Regions from separate parts of the Mus musculus genome. Here region 2 is linked to region 1. Evidence: chromatin contacts called from public HiChIP or PLAC-seq data. All regions are on one chromosome and are shown on one strand. The core of a region is the stretch at or near the end of the contact, and the rest is flanking DNA. Distances in the headings are between cores, read along the strand shown. Region 1 has its middle 12 kb from the start of Gm41299. Region 2 overlaps Gm34590 (a long non-coding RNA gene).

Region 1 (2,998 bases), core at 271-2,770:
TGCCTTAGTTGTGCAGCTCTGGGCTGGGTGCTATGATAGCTCACCCTCATCAGCACTGTGACTTGACTAGATTTGGGGATTCCTCTGGGAGACAAAGGTTGGCCAAGTCTGAAGGGCATGTCCACAGAGGTTTGACAGAGTAGGGAAGACAGCCCTGGGTGTGAGTGCACCAGAACATGGACTGGACAAAAAGGGCAACTGAGAGAGCACGGCACTGATTCTCTCTGCTGCCCAACTCCAGAGCTATCCTACCCCAGGTTCCTGTCATTAGAGCTGGAAGCCACTCTTGCCACCATACCTTCCTGGACGTGATGGACAGACCCTCAGGTTAGAAGTCAAAATCACACCACCACCCCTCAACTCAGGTTGGTTCCTCTCAGGTATTTTTTGCCACAGAGTAAAGAGGAATCCTCCTGAGGTGTAGTCAGTACACACTTGTCTAGAGAACCCTTTACAATTTGGCTCATGTATGTGGTGAGCAGACAGCCACTGAACATCCATATAGCAAGATGGGGACACACTTATACCCCAGTGAGCAATTTATGAGCTTGTTAACCAAGTGACCTAGCCTGGGAAGTCACATCCGATGATGTCTGTCACACTGTATCCATTAGAAAGGCACCCAGTTACATCTGAAGAGGAGGAATAAGCTGTGTGTGTGTGTGTGTGTGTGTGTGCACTTGCACGTGTGTGGTGGGGAGAATCTGATGATGGCAACAGTGTTACACATGCACAGGTGATGTCCTCATGTAGAGGTCAGAGGTCAACCCCAAGTGTCATTCCTCAGGGTACACTGGCTGGCTTTGTAGGCTATTGAAGTCTGGACAGAGGACATTGGTAAATCCCAGTTGTTCCATCTGAATGCTGGTAAGTCCTCTTAGTTCTCTGCCAAGACACAGATGGGAAAGAGAATTCTCTTCCCCCCACAAGAACTAGCCTTTCCTAGCCCCACATGGTTTGGAGGATAAAGTGTCCTGTGGCTATCCTATTGACCCCAGGCCTGCTGAGAAGGAGCTGTGCTCACTCCAGATGGCTGTAGGGCATGCAAAGCAGAAATCTAAGCAACTCACCCATTCTTGAGGAGGTCACATGCAGAGATCTCACCTCAGTCACCAGGGTTCCACAGGCAGGAACTCAGACCACACCCCACCAGGAGCTGCCCAGCCCAAGGGATGGTGAGATTTGCAGATCTCTGAATAAGGAAAGGAGGGAGGACAAGAAAACACGCAGGCTTGGGCATGGCCTACAGGAGCTGGCACACTGAAGAACACGTAGTTTTCTAGGACTCCCTTGCTGACGTTGACAGGGGTGTGACTTAAGGATAAGCACTCTAGTATGGTGTGGGTACTTAGGTGAGGAACTGACATTCTAATTCCTCTGCCCAGCCACAAAGCTGCAGAGGCCCAGGGCAGGTTGTGCATGGGCACCATGTCTGCATTTCTGAACTAGAGAAGGTGGTGACTAAGATCCCTGGGACAGGGGTGGAGCAAAGCCTGCTCAGGCACTGGCAGGAGATCAAAGGGAGGGCTATGCAGCTAGCTAGAAGCAGCATCCGCCGCTGTTGCCAACACAGTACAGCACACGTTGGCCAAAGATGGCTTCAATGACAGAATAAATGAAAGGCTCGACCCTGAATATGCTGGGCACCAAGGACTGTCACAAAAGTCAACCATCTCCAGGAGGATTCAGCAGGTGCACTCTGGATGTGAGAGGGAGTACCTACAGCTGTGTTTAGAGCCCTTGGAGCACTCAAAGCCCACATTCATTCTTAGAGGACAGTATCTTAAGATGTGTGGTGCAGAGGCCTGGCTGGGTAGACACACTCAGCCCGAGTCCCTGTTATGTCAAGCACTGGTTGTGTCTCAAAGAAGATTTCTTCATCTTCTGTTTTCTCACCAGTCAAAGGGCAGACTGAAGTGGGAAGAAGGTGGCTGGGATGAAAGAGTTAGCCCAGTTCCCAGCCTCTAGACAACAGTCAGCAAATCGCTGCTATTTTTATTGTTGCTATTTTTACCAACACTGTGGACAGCTGCTGCCAGTCTTTGTTTGGTTTGGTTGCCCAGCATTTCTTCCTTGGAGAAGCTGGCCTCTGCACCACGCACATGGCTCTGACGTTCAACTAATCCGAGGACCCCCAACCACTGCTCATTGGGAGTAGGCAAGTCACCAAGTCCCATCAGACAACCCTCCCAGGAACTGAAGCCTAAACACAGACACACAGGAAGTTTGTTCTGGCTGAATCACAGTGACTGGGAATCCGTGTTGAGCTCCCAGGGCTGTGCCTGCTGTCATCACTCCCAAGGTCTGAGTGTCGACTCAGTTCTCCACTGACTAACTGGGGCCCACATCCATTGAATGAACCCTTTGTTAGCCTAAGTCAGTAGAGCCCCTTCTAAGTTTTGTAGCCAATAATCCTTGCTAGACAAGTAAAAGATCCTTTGCTGATACCTCTACAGGATCCGAGTGAGAGTGAATGGATACGCCTCCTTCTTCCTCTCTTTCTTCATGTCAGGCTATCAGAACATACATACATATATACACACACATACACATACATGTATGTATATATATATATATACACATATATAGCATACACATAAATGTGTGTGTATATATGTGTATGCTATATATGTATATATATATATATATGCAGCTAAATGTTAAAGGGTTAGTAAGTACAAGAGAATGACTTGGTGGCCATCTGGTATAGACTAAATAAGGCTATATATGAGGACATAATATAAATTGATCTAAGATTTAAATGTATAAAATCTTATAGTGACTAGAAGGAAGCATAGGTGAGTCCGTTATAACTTTTAGGTCAGGGGAACCTTTTTAAGTATGACTCATTAAAAAAGAAATGTGGCCCATGCCTTAAGTCCCAGCACTTGGGAGACAGAGGCAGGCAGATCTCTGCGAGTTCAAGATCAGCCTGATCTACAGAGTGAGTTCCAAGATAGCCAGGGCTATGCAGAGAAACCCTGTCTCGAATAAACAA
Region 2 (2,998 bases), core at 193-2,692, 110 kb before region 1:
AGCTCTTTTTGATCCCAGTTGTTAACAATGAATTCTATCCCAGGTGGTTCCTGTCAGACCTTCTGTGTTTGTATTCCTCTGTTTTGTGTAAGAATCCAGTAACCTCTTTGTACCTTGCTGGTGTATCACCCAACTTCCCTATTTTCTTCTGTATAAAAAGTTTGATGCTCGATTTGACAAATTACATTCAGATTCTACACAACCTCTCCTGTGTGCATCAGTCTGTGACGCTTTGCCCACCTGCGACTAGAGACCCGTTCCACGCAGACAAAGGGGCCCAGAGGGTCTGCGGCAGAATGGGAAGGACCCAGCTTTAGAAACAGGCAGGTAAACAGGGTGGTTGCAGACAGTGAAAGGCTCTCCTCTGCCTGAGGTTTACTTTCTTTAAAGGACAAAAACAAAGCATCTGTTTAGTGTATGTGTGTCTATTGTGTGTGTGTCTGTGTGTGTGTCGTTTGTATGTATGTGTCTGTGACTCTCTGTGTGTGTAGAGGTCAGAGGACAGCTTGGGGAAGTCAGTTCTCTTTCCACCATGTAGGTCCCAGGGCATCAAATTCAGACTGTCAAGCTTGACAGCAACTATCTTTACTCACTGAGCCATCACAGTATCCCCAAGGCTGACTACCTCATCTATAAATGGTAAAGAAGCACCGACCTGTTGGGTCTGGGGTCTAAATGCATGGAAGCTCTCAACTGTGCAGGGCACACAGCAAGCACGTCATATACATTAGCTCTTACCAATTACTGGTTGTTCTGTAGAAAGGAATGCTAAGCCTTGACAGTTCTCTGTAATGACGGCTTGCTTGTCAAAGTGTCCCAAGACATTGGTAAATGGCTCTGTTCTGCTCACTCGTACCCGCTCATCTCACCTCCCACCCCAACTCCTATAAAGGCAATGGAAATATCTTCAACATCGATGGAGACTTGAGTCCAGCATGATACTAAAGAGAAGCATCAGCCGGGCGTGGTGGCGCACGCCTTTAATCCCAGCACTCGGGAGGCAGAGGCAGGTGGATTTCTGAGTTCGAGGCCAGCCTGGTCTACAAAGTGAGTTCCAGGACAGCCAGGGCTACACAGAGAAACCCTGTCTCGAAAAACCAAAAAAAAAAAAAAAAAAAAAAAAGAGAGAGAGAGAGAGAGAAGCATCTTTCACGGCTCTTGTGACTTCTTCATCCTTTCTGGATACCTCCCACAATGGCTATCTTAGTTGGCCAGTGAACATGTTGACAAGGGCCTTCCTGTATCTGGATGGAGAGGACGCTCTGGCCTACTTGGGACTAGCTGAGGCCACTGATCCCTTGCAGACTGTTAGTGGGTGATGAGTTAACCAGAGAAAGAAGCCAGACACCTCTATATCTGTTGCCTTCCTGGGACTGGGTGCAGCCCTGCATCTGACAGCAGGTTTGTGCCTCTCCAGAAGGATGAAAGTGCTGACCTTTGAGGACTCAGATGGCTCTCCCACGCCGTTTCCTCTGCTGGGCATGCAAGAGAGTCTCCGGTTTGTAGCCAAAGCAAATATAGATCCCAAATTATTTCAGGAATTAACATTTACTTCAGATCAAAGTCCAGAATGTGCATTCTCTGATGGATGTGTGTGTGTGTGTGTGTGTGTGTGTGTGTGTGTGTGTGTGTGCAAATGAACACCCAAGTCCACATACCTACATTTGTGCTATTGAGAGAAGACTAGCAATAGCACTGGTTTCACAACAGCGTTGGCTTCTGCGCAGCTCTCACAGATAGGTTAATTTTATGTATTCATGTTTCTTGTCTGGCCTCCAAAGGCAACATAAGCAGAATGGTGCGGAGGTAAGTGGTGAATCAGGGCTTAATTACAGGGACCTTTGTCCAACTGACATGCCGATAACTGGCCCCAGGGATGATTCAGCAGTAAACTTGCCACCGTTCTAGAGAAAGCCCTAGCTAGGATGACGTCATGCCTCGCCACACCCACCGTTTCTGTTTGCCTCTCCCCAGAGCCCCAGTCCCATCTGTGGAACTCAGAGTGCCATCTGCATTGTGAAGAATATGCGTTTTATTACTGAAATAGCATCCCCGTGTCCAACGGTGGCCCTCTAGCACTTCACATTTCATAGCGCCCTAGAAAAGAAAGAAATCCTAGCCCTCGGGAAAGATTCCGCAGCACATCGTGAGCTCTGTCTGCAGCCGCCTGGATCAGGGACTGGATATTTAATCTTTGTACTCCATGGGTATTTATACTTTGAAGCAAAGGGATTGGTTTAACTTAATCCCTGGAAATTGAGGTGTGTGGCTAGACTTGCTACAAAGAAAGCATTGCAGAGTGTGAAGAGAAATGGGTGTGAGCCAGTCCACGCATCTGGTTGTGCAGGGCCCACACATGCTTTGGGTGGTCTAGTTCTCCCTTTCTCCCTTTTTTTTCCTGAGCAATAAAACCAGACAAGCATTTCTGAGAGGCACCTTTATCTTCATCTACTAATTTTAGGTTTTTTTTTTGTTTTGTTTTGTTTTGTTTTGTTTTTGCTATGCCTGAAGAGAGACATTGTTCGTTTTATTTCAGTTATCCATTTTGAAGAGCAGTGGATAGAGCTGAGGTCCGCAGAGCTGGCTAAAAAAGGAAACCCAAACTGTTAATCTCACCTTTCTCTTCTGCCTCTTGATGTCATGATGTAGGGAACTCTTGCAGCCAGTTTGCAAAGAAGAAAAAGGGCAAAAAGGGCAGAAGTTTGGGTCCTTGATGTTGCCAAGTGGCCAACAAACCAAAGCTAGGTAGAACTGCCCTGTCCCCAACCATCTTGTCATATAAGTTAATACATCATTTGTCACTTAAACTAGGTGGATCAAGGTTTTCTGTTCTATAAACACTGAAAATATCATTACTATGTGATAGTGGCTTCCAGGCTTTTTGACCATAAATCAAATCAGGAAATATTTTTACCCTTTGTATAATTTAGAATGCCTGTGCAATACATCCTAAGGTGTTCTCAGCTCTTCTGTTTCATTCTTTAAAATTCAGGTCATG

What was found. HiChIP or PLAC-seq counts read pairs in DNA pulled down with a chosen protein or histone mark.
Region 2: an HNF4G HiChIP or PLAC-seq map of pancreatic cancer cells shows a contact between it and region 1. The contact joins two enhancer-like sites. A contact is called at or near these places in 1 of 15 datasets of contacts at CTCF or cohesin (the NIH/3T3 cell line), 4 of 484 Hi-C or Micro-C datasets (the AtT-20 cell line, CD4 T cells, the HL-1 cell line and 1 more), 4 of 115 datasets of contacts at active chromatin or transcription factors (CD8 T cells, embryonic stem cells, microglia and 1 more) and 1 of 9 other capture datasets (embryonic stem cells).

What each region holds. Positions count from the first base shown.
Region 1 is chr15:36,854,248-36,857,245 of GRCm38.p6, reverse strand. No RefSeq gene overlaps it. Among named protein-coding and RNA genes, the nearest start is that of Gm41299, 12 kb to the left of the region's middle. Within about 2 kb of position 1,520, at least 126 of the 459 cell types and tissues checked have an H3K27ac peak or open chromatin away from gene starts, as enhancers often do. A contact at or near this core is called in the AtT-20 cell line, the HL-1 cell line and pancreatic cancer cells, where this site is marked.
Region 2 is chr15:36,959,420-36,962,417 of GRCm38.p6, reverse strand. All of the region lies in intron 7 of Gm34590 (a long non-coding RNA gene), which reads right to left. Among named protein-coding and RNA genes, the nearest start is that of Gm34590, 23 kb to the right of the region's middle. Within about 2 kb of position 1,442, at least 136 of the 459 cell types and tissues checked have an H3K27ac peak or open chromatin away from gene starts, as enhancers often do. A contact at or near this core is called in the AtT-20 cell line, the HL-1 cell line and pancreatic cancer cells, where this site is marked.